2 separate regions of the Mus musculus genome follow, and region 1 is linked to region 2. Evidence: chromatin contacts called from public Hi-C data. All regions are on one chromosome and are shown on one strand. Each heading gives the region's core, a stretch centred on a gene start, on an enhancer-like site or on the middle of the called end of the contact. The rest is flanking DNA. Distances are from core to core; before and after follow the strand shown.

Region 1 (3,359 bases), core at 669-3,168, 70 kb after region 2:
ATTAACCACTTAGAATTGGAGCATAGGCTCAGGAGGTCAGGATGAGTATCCATGGCAGAAGTTATTTGAACTTAGTTCCTTCCTTCCTTCCTTCCTTCCTTCCTTCCTTCCTTCCTTCCTTCCTTCCTTCCTTCCCTTCCCTTCCCTTCCCTTCCCTTCCTTCCTTTTTTCCATTCCCTCCCTCCCTTCCTGCATTCCTTCCTTCCCCTTCCTTCCTTCCTTCCTTCCTTCCTTTTTCCATTTCCTTCCGTCTTCCTTCCTTCCTTCCTTCCTTCCTTCCTTCTCTTTTCCATTCCCTTCCTTCCTTTCCCCTTCTCTCCCTCCCTCCCTTCCCCCTTCCCTCCTTTCCTCACTCTCTTCCTTCCTCACTTCCTTCTTTCCTTTCTTCCTTTCTCCCATTACTTAAAATATTCTTTCTCCTGATTTAACATTTTAGTTTTTAGTAGCCTGGCTTTCAAAGAACTCCACGTTCTTCTTTGCTTGAAGAAGTTAATGTTACCATGACCTCACACTTTAAACCCTCTTGCTTCATTCAGTCCCTCAGGTGCTGCAGTGACAGGCCTGCAGGAACATGCGTAGCTTCAGGGGCTCTTGTACAGGCTTTTCCCAAGCTTGCTCAGTATGAACTTTGCTCCCAGAAGTCACCTTGCCTCTTGCCTCACATGCTGGAAACCCTGGGTTCAAACTCTAGAACTGAGGAAAAAAATCACTCTAGCCATAGGGATCTTTCAGGACTTTGCAAGTAGAGGATTGTTCCTTGCAGGCAAACTCACCTCCTTTATAGCCGGGGTGATAAGGGGCATGCCTAAAAGCTGACAGGTCCCAGGCACTACTCAGCTCTCTTAAGCAGATAAACAAAATGATCGATTATCTAATGACAAATGGAGAAGAGTTTTCTGAAGACAGTTACAATGGAAGGATAGCTTGTTTGCTTGCAAATTGAGTCTAATTTGTGTTGCCCTTATTATCGTGGTATGGAGCCAACTGCTGGAGCTTTGGCAAGCTATCAGTGACCACACCCTCGATGAAAGTGACTGTCCTTTTCAACCAGTTGTTGCCTGTCGGTGTTCCTCAGATAAAGTGATTAAGCAACTGGAAAGGAGTGGTAGAGGTGATCTCTGCGGTCTTGACAGGTTTCACGGCTTTGATAAATTCGGAGATTACTTGAGTATAGATATGATCTCAAACCAACTTCCTCTCAATGGAAACAAGCCCACACTGAACCCTGCAATAGCGAAAATGTGTCTGATAATACGGTCATTTCTTTGAATCCACAGAATACGGGGAATGTCGGATTCAAGATGTAGCATGTTGCATTCGGCTGTGGCGCTAAATGGGATAGTACAGACTTAAGACATCTTGCATGGCCTCCAACCCCCAGCCACCCACAACAGGCCTGAGATGTGCTGGCTCAAACCAGGGGAGCTGAAAACTAGGCTTCGGTTGACCTAGTACAAATAGTCCCCAATAACTAACTTATCAAATGGATTAAAAGGTTCTTTGCTTTTCCCCCATCTGCCTTTTATAACTACCCTCTTGTTCTAAGCTCCTTGGACACCCAGGTCCTTAAATTCTGCCGGCTCTATAGAGGTGTGGATGTATGGCGCATGGGAAGGATGAGCAAGAAAGCCAGCTAAATCCTATGCTTAGGGATGAATAAGAAATCCTTAGAGGCCAGGACCAACAAAGAACCTGATGCAGGAGAAACCAACCCGGAGACCCCGGAGTCCCACATCAGCTTTGAGGACCGCATCTGGTGCGCCTGGCGCAGGGCGAAGTCCACGTCGCCGGCCCCACTGTAGCTGGACCCCCCAAACCCCAAAGCCTGCGCTTACTTGCAACTCCCGCCCCAGGGGCGGTGCCGGGAACAAGCGGCGCCTCCGCCGGTCACGTGGGGGCCGCTCCACCGGGCGGCGCTGTAGCTTCCCGATCGCGCTCTCCAAGCGCCGGGGACGCGGCGCTCGCGCTCCCGCCCGAGCCGCGGGGAAACGGAGACAAGGAGACGCCTTCACCTCCGGCTCCCCGGCCCTGCGCCCGCAGCATGCCCGCCGCGGAGCCGAGCGCCGCCCTCCTCCTGCAGCTCGCGGAGGTGACGCCGCCGGCCTCCGGACCGCCGCTGCGAGGGTAGCGGGGCTGGAGTCGGCTACCGAGGCTCGGCGAGGCGGGCGGAGCTGGAGGAGGAGCAGGCATCCTCCGCGGCGCGGCGGGCGGCGGCCCTGCTGCCCGGCGCGCCCATGGCCCAGGAGCACGGAGAATGCGAGCCGCGCTGCGCGGCCGCAGCCCAGCTCCGAGCCGCTTGCCCGGAGCCCCTCAAACCTGCCTGCGTCGCTGCCGCCCGCCACCGGCTGCGCTAGGACCCACGGCCGCCGGCCGCGCAGGGGTGGTGGCCCGGGAGCAGCGGGAGCTAGAGGGCCCGGGGGCTGGGCGCCCGCCGGAGTCCAGCGCGGCATGCAGCTGCGGGCTCCGGTACCGGCGTGAGGGTTGTCGGCGCGGGGCCCCGCCATGGCTGGCCAGGACAGTGGCAACCTGAAGACGGTGAGGCTGTGGCGGGACGCCGCCCTGAGAGCCAGGAAGCTGCGGAGCAACCTGCGCCAGCTCACGCTCAGCTGCCCAGGGGCCGGAGGCGACCCACTGGAGTCCCCCGACGCCCCCCAGCTGGTGCTGCCGGCCAACATCGGGGACATTGAGGTGCTGAACCTGGGGAACAACGGCCTCGAGGATGTGCCTGAAGGTCTGGGGTCAGCTCTGGGCAGCCTTCGCGTCTTGGTCTTGCGCAGGAACCGTTTTGCCCGGCTGCCCCCTGCGGTGGCGGAGCTAGGCCACCACCTTACCGAACTGGACGTCAGCCACAACCGGTTGACCATCCTGGGAGCCGAGGTGGTGAGCGCCCTGAGGGAGCTGCGCAAACTCAACCTGAGCCACAACCAGTTGCCAGCCCTGCCTGCCCAGCTGGGTGCCCTCGCCCACCTGGAGGAGCTGGATGTCAGCTTCAACCGGCTGGCGCATCTGCCAGATTCCTTCTCCTGCCTCAACCACCTTCGGACCCTTGACGTGGACCACAACCAGCTCACCGCCTTTCCCCAGCAGCTGCTGCAGCTGGCTGCCCTGGAGGAGCTCGACGTCTCCAGCAACCGGCTGCGAGGCCTACCTGAGGATATCAGTGCCCTGCGTGCCCTCAAGATCCTCTGGCTTAGCGGGGCCGAGCTTGGCACGCTGCCCAGAGGCTTCTGCGAGCTGGCCAGTTTGGAGAGCCTCATGTTAGATAACAACGGGCTCCAGGCTCTGCCCGACGAGTTCAGCCGTCTGCAGAGGCTCAAAATGCTCAACCTCTCTTCCAACCTCTTCGAGGAGTTCCCTGC
Region 2 (3,290 bases), core at 2-2,501:
TAATTGCAGAGCTTACAGTCTTGATGCCTGTTCCCTATGGCTTTATGACTACAGAGAGTAAATATCATAAAAACGGGGCAACCTGGCTTGGTTTTAAAAATTTGTCTTGATACAGTAAACACACTTTTAAATATATCTTTCCATAGTTCCTTTAAATAGAGACCTTCACTATTCTGCATATATTTCCTAGATCATACTTTTCTTCATGGCATCATGATACTGTGAAATTAGATGATTCTTCATCAACCATAGAACAACCTAGCAACCACTAGACAGGTAGTAGATTCTCACCATACTTCCATATGATAAAAAAGGGGGAGGCGGAATTATTATTCCCATTATTCTCAGGGAATCTTTATCAGTCACTATATTCTCAGGAAAACTGAAAACAGGAAGAGGATTAATTTAGCAATATTGGACAAGATGTTGGAAGACGTAGAAGGACATAAAGAGAAGGAAGGGCATTCCCCAGAGGGCAAAAGCTGTCATGATCCCTGGGCCAGAGCCACTGAGTGTCTGAAATCCCTGCACTCTGAGAGTCAAGAATGATGTTGGCTTCCTGGTTCTTTAATTCTATGGAGTGGGAAGGAGCATGCCTCCTTGTCCTCTTGCATCTGCCCATCTTCCCCTGGAATGTTAGAGGTGATGTAAAGGAAACTAGATAGGATAGAGTAGAGCGGAGAGTCATAGCTCTTTTCTTACCTGGAGTCAGAGGGACTCAGGGATTTTCCAGGTAGTCAGGTATGACATTCACAAGTCCCCAGGATTGCCCTTTTTTCTGAGGCCAGCTAAAAGTTAATAGGGTTCCAAGAACACAAAGCTGGCATGCAGTTATGGTTTATTATGCACAAAGTACAGAGGAACACGGATGGAATCCCTAGACTTCCAAATGCAAGGTCTTTCCAGTTGAGGTACAAATGGTACCGATTCCTCCCTACAATGTGTGATAATCTGTGTGAGTACTGCCAACTGGGAAAGCTTGCCTGAACAGTGGTGACTTTGTAAGGGAGCACGGTCTCAGATAATAGCTACCTACATGCATAGCTAACTTTAGCTGCCACACACTACAGAGGTTAATCTGATGATTCATAATCCAAAGCTCTCACTGAATTATATTGTTAGTGATGATTTTCTGGTTCAAAGTCCTCTAGTAAGCAAATAAATGAATATTAGGCAGGACATATGCCAAAGACTAGAGGACAAAGCCCAGGTCATTCTTTAGTGAACATTAATATTCTACTGTGAACTAAGTCTTGTTTTCCAGAAATCACTGCTCTATTTGCGTATTTGATCTTGAAAGCCATTTAACTGAATACCCTGTGGTGTTTGTTCTCTGTCGTTGTTGTAAGTAAATACCTAAGAGAAGTGACTGGGGAAGAGGAAATTTTTGTTTTCATTCTTCAATTCAGGAATTTTACATTTTGACCAGCTGCTCATTTGCTCTCTGGCCTGTGTGTGTCTCAATGTCATAGCGTGGTGGAGAGGACATACTCACCTTGTGGCCTCTGGGAATCAAGAGGAGATGGAAGTAGGAGCTGGGTTGCAAGGTTTTCAAGAGAATACTGAAAACAGCCTAACTTCCTTCCATTAAACCTCACCTTCTTCCAGTAGAGGATCAGGCCCTCAACACAAAAGCATCTGTAGAGTGTTTAAGGTCTAAACAATCAAGAACCTAAACAATAACATCCAAAGCCTTCAAGGGAATTAAAAAAATATTTATAGGTCATAAAATAGTCATTCCATATATGTTCTAGCTATTCCTGGTTGTCAACTTGACTATATCTGGAATGAACTACAATCCAGAATTGGAAGGCTCACCTGTGATCCAGATCTTGAGGCTGGAAGACACAAGTTTTTGACCTGGATCTTGGCATGGAGATCTTGAGGCATAGTGGCTATGAATCCCAGGAGACTAAGGCAAGGAGATCTCTGAGTTCAAGGTCATCTGGGACAAAGCAAGTACCAGATCCAGGTGTGGTGGTACATACCTTTAATCTGGGCCACATGCTCTACTGGAGACCTACATGAGGACATTGGAAGAAGGAATATCACTCTCCTTTGCCTGCTTGCCTTGATCTTTTTGAAACTATTAGATCCTTGGACTTCCATTCACAGCTGCTGCTGACTATTGTTGGGGAGTTGAACTACAGACTATAAGTCATCAACAAATTCCCTTACTATGTAGAGACTACCCATAAGTTCTGTGACTCTAGAGAACCCTGACAAATACTATATATAAGTGGATTTTCACTTATTATATCTTATACAACCCTTAGTAATATTTAAATTTTACAGACATTCAGATTTTTCCCATTTAATCATAACCTCTCCTATTGATTTAAATTAATTATGCAGCAAAAGCATAATTTAGAAACAAATTAATTCAAGAACAGATTACATAGTAATTTTAGATCTAAAATTTATTAAGATCTGAATTAAAATTTAAAGCTCATTGTCACAGCACAAATGAATAGTATGCTGCAATAGTAATGTTGTAATTCTTGCCTTTATTGCATTAAAAGTGAAATTGATTTATGATGGTATCCATGTTTTGTTTCTATTATGGATTAGATATTTTAAGCTTCTAAACATAGATATTTCCATTCAAAAATATATGAGATAAGAGTAGTATGTACTCAATAGCAAAAAAAAAAAATCAAATTAAACCTTATTGGCCCACTTTTCTTCCTTTTAATATCAGATTCTTTTAATGGTTTTAGAGGGATTTTGTTGCATTAAATAACGCATTTATTGATACAAATTGATATAAAACATGGATCTCCAACAATCTTCTTGACGTAGATTTGTGTATTTGTTATTTTTGCTTAATAAGATGTTGCACTCTAGTGTCTTGATTCTTTTAATAGTAATACTCTTGGAAAATAATAAAATAATTTTTAAAAGGTCACACAGTGCAGGGCCCAATGATCCCCCTGAGTATTTCCTTCTTATCTAAGGGTCTCCGAATTTGGGGGTCCATTCAGGGTGAGGCTTTATTCATCTCATAGCTCTGAAGCTCCACCACACCCTAAGGCAGGGATCTTAAATGTTTATGAGACAACATTTTTCTGTAAAAGTCTAGTAAAACTAATAGACTCTTCTTTCAACTATCATTTAAGCACATAAATGCATAGGACTATAGAAGATATCATGTATATTGAGATATATTCAGTTAAATGCACATAAAGAAAATATGGGAGCCAGGCGTGGTGGCGCACACCTTTAATCTCAGCACTTGGGAGGCAGAGGCAGGCGGATTTCTGAGTTCAAGGCCAACCTGGTCTACAAAG

What was found. Hi-C and Micro-C count contacts between places; a contact is called where the count stands out from the background.
Region 1: a contact with region 2 is called in a Hi-C map of liver, with 4 times the contacts expected there. The contact joins the promoter of Mfhas1 here to the enhancer-like site in region 2. A contact is called at or near these places in 9 of 39 promoter capture datasets (the 3T3-L1 cell line, fetal liver, hippocampal neurons and 4 more), 1 of 15 datasets of contacts at CTCF or cohesin (the NIH/3T3 cell line), 29 of 484 Hi-C or Micro-C datasets (the 3T3-L1 cell line, 3T3-L1-derived adipocytes, B cells and 19 more), 5 of 115 datasets of contacts at active chromatin or transcription factors (bone marrow-derived macrophages, embryonic stem cells, fetal liver and 2 more) and 2 of 9 other capture datasets (adipose tissue and macrophages).

Annotation. Positions count from the first base shown.
Region 1 is chr8:35,585,871-35,589,229 of GRCm38.p6, forward strand. It overlaps Mfhas1 (malignant fibrous histiocytoma amplified sequence 1), which reads left to right and starts at 1,919. Exons shown (of 3, transcript NM_001081279.2): 1 at 1,919-3,359. The coding sequence starts at 2,503. Gm16793 (predicted gene, 16793) reads right to left here and starts at 3,150. Exons shown (of 3, transcript NR_040376.1): 1 at 2,968-3,150.
Region 2 is chr8:35,516,405-35,519,694 of GRCm38.p6, forward strand. It overlaps Gm39162 (a long non-coding RNA gene), which reads right to left. Exons shown (of 4, transcript XR_870345.1): 4 at 1,992-2,020. Among named protein-coding and RNA genes, the nearest start is that of Gm39162, 17 kb to the right of the region's middle. Within about 2 kb of position 1,252, at least 7 of the 459 cell types and tissues checked have an H3K27ac peak or open chromatin away from gene starts, as enhancers often do. A contact at or near this core is called in hepatocytes, kidney and liver, where this site is marked.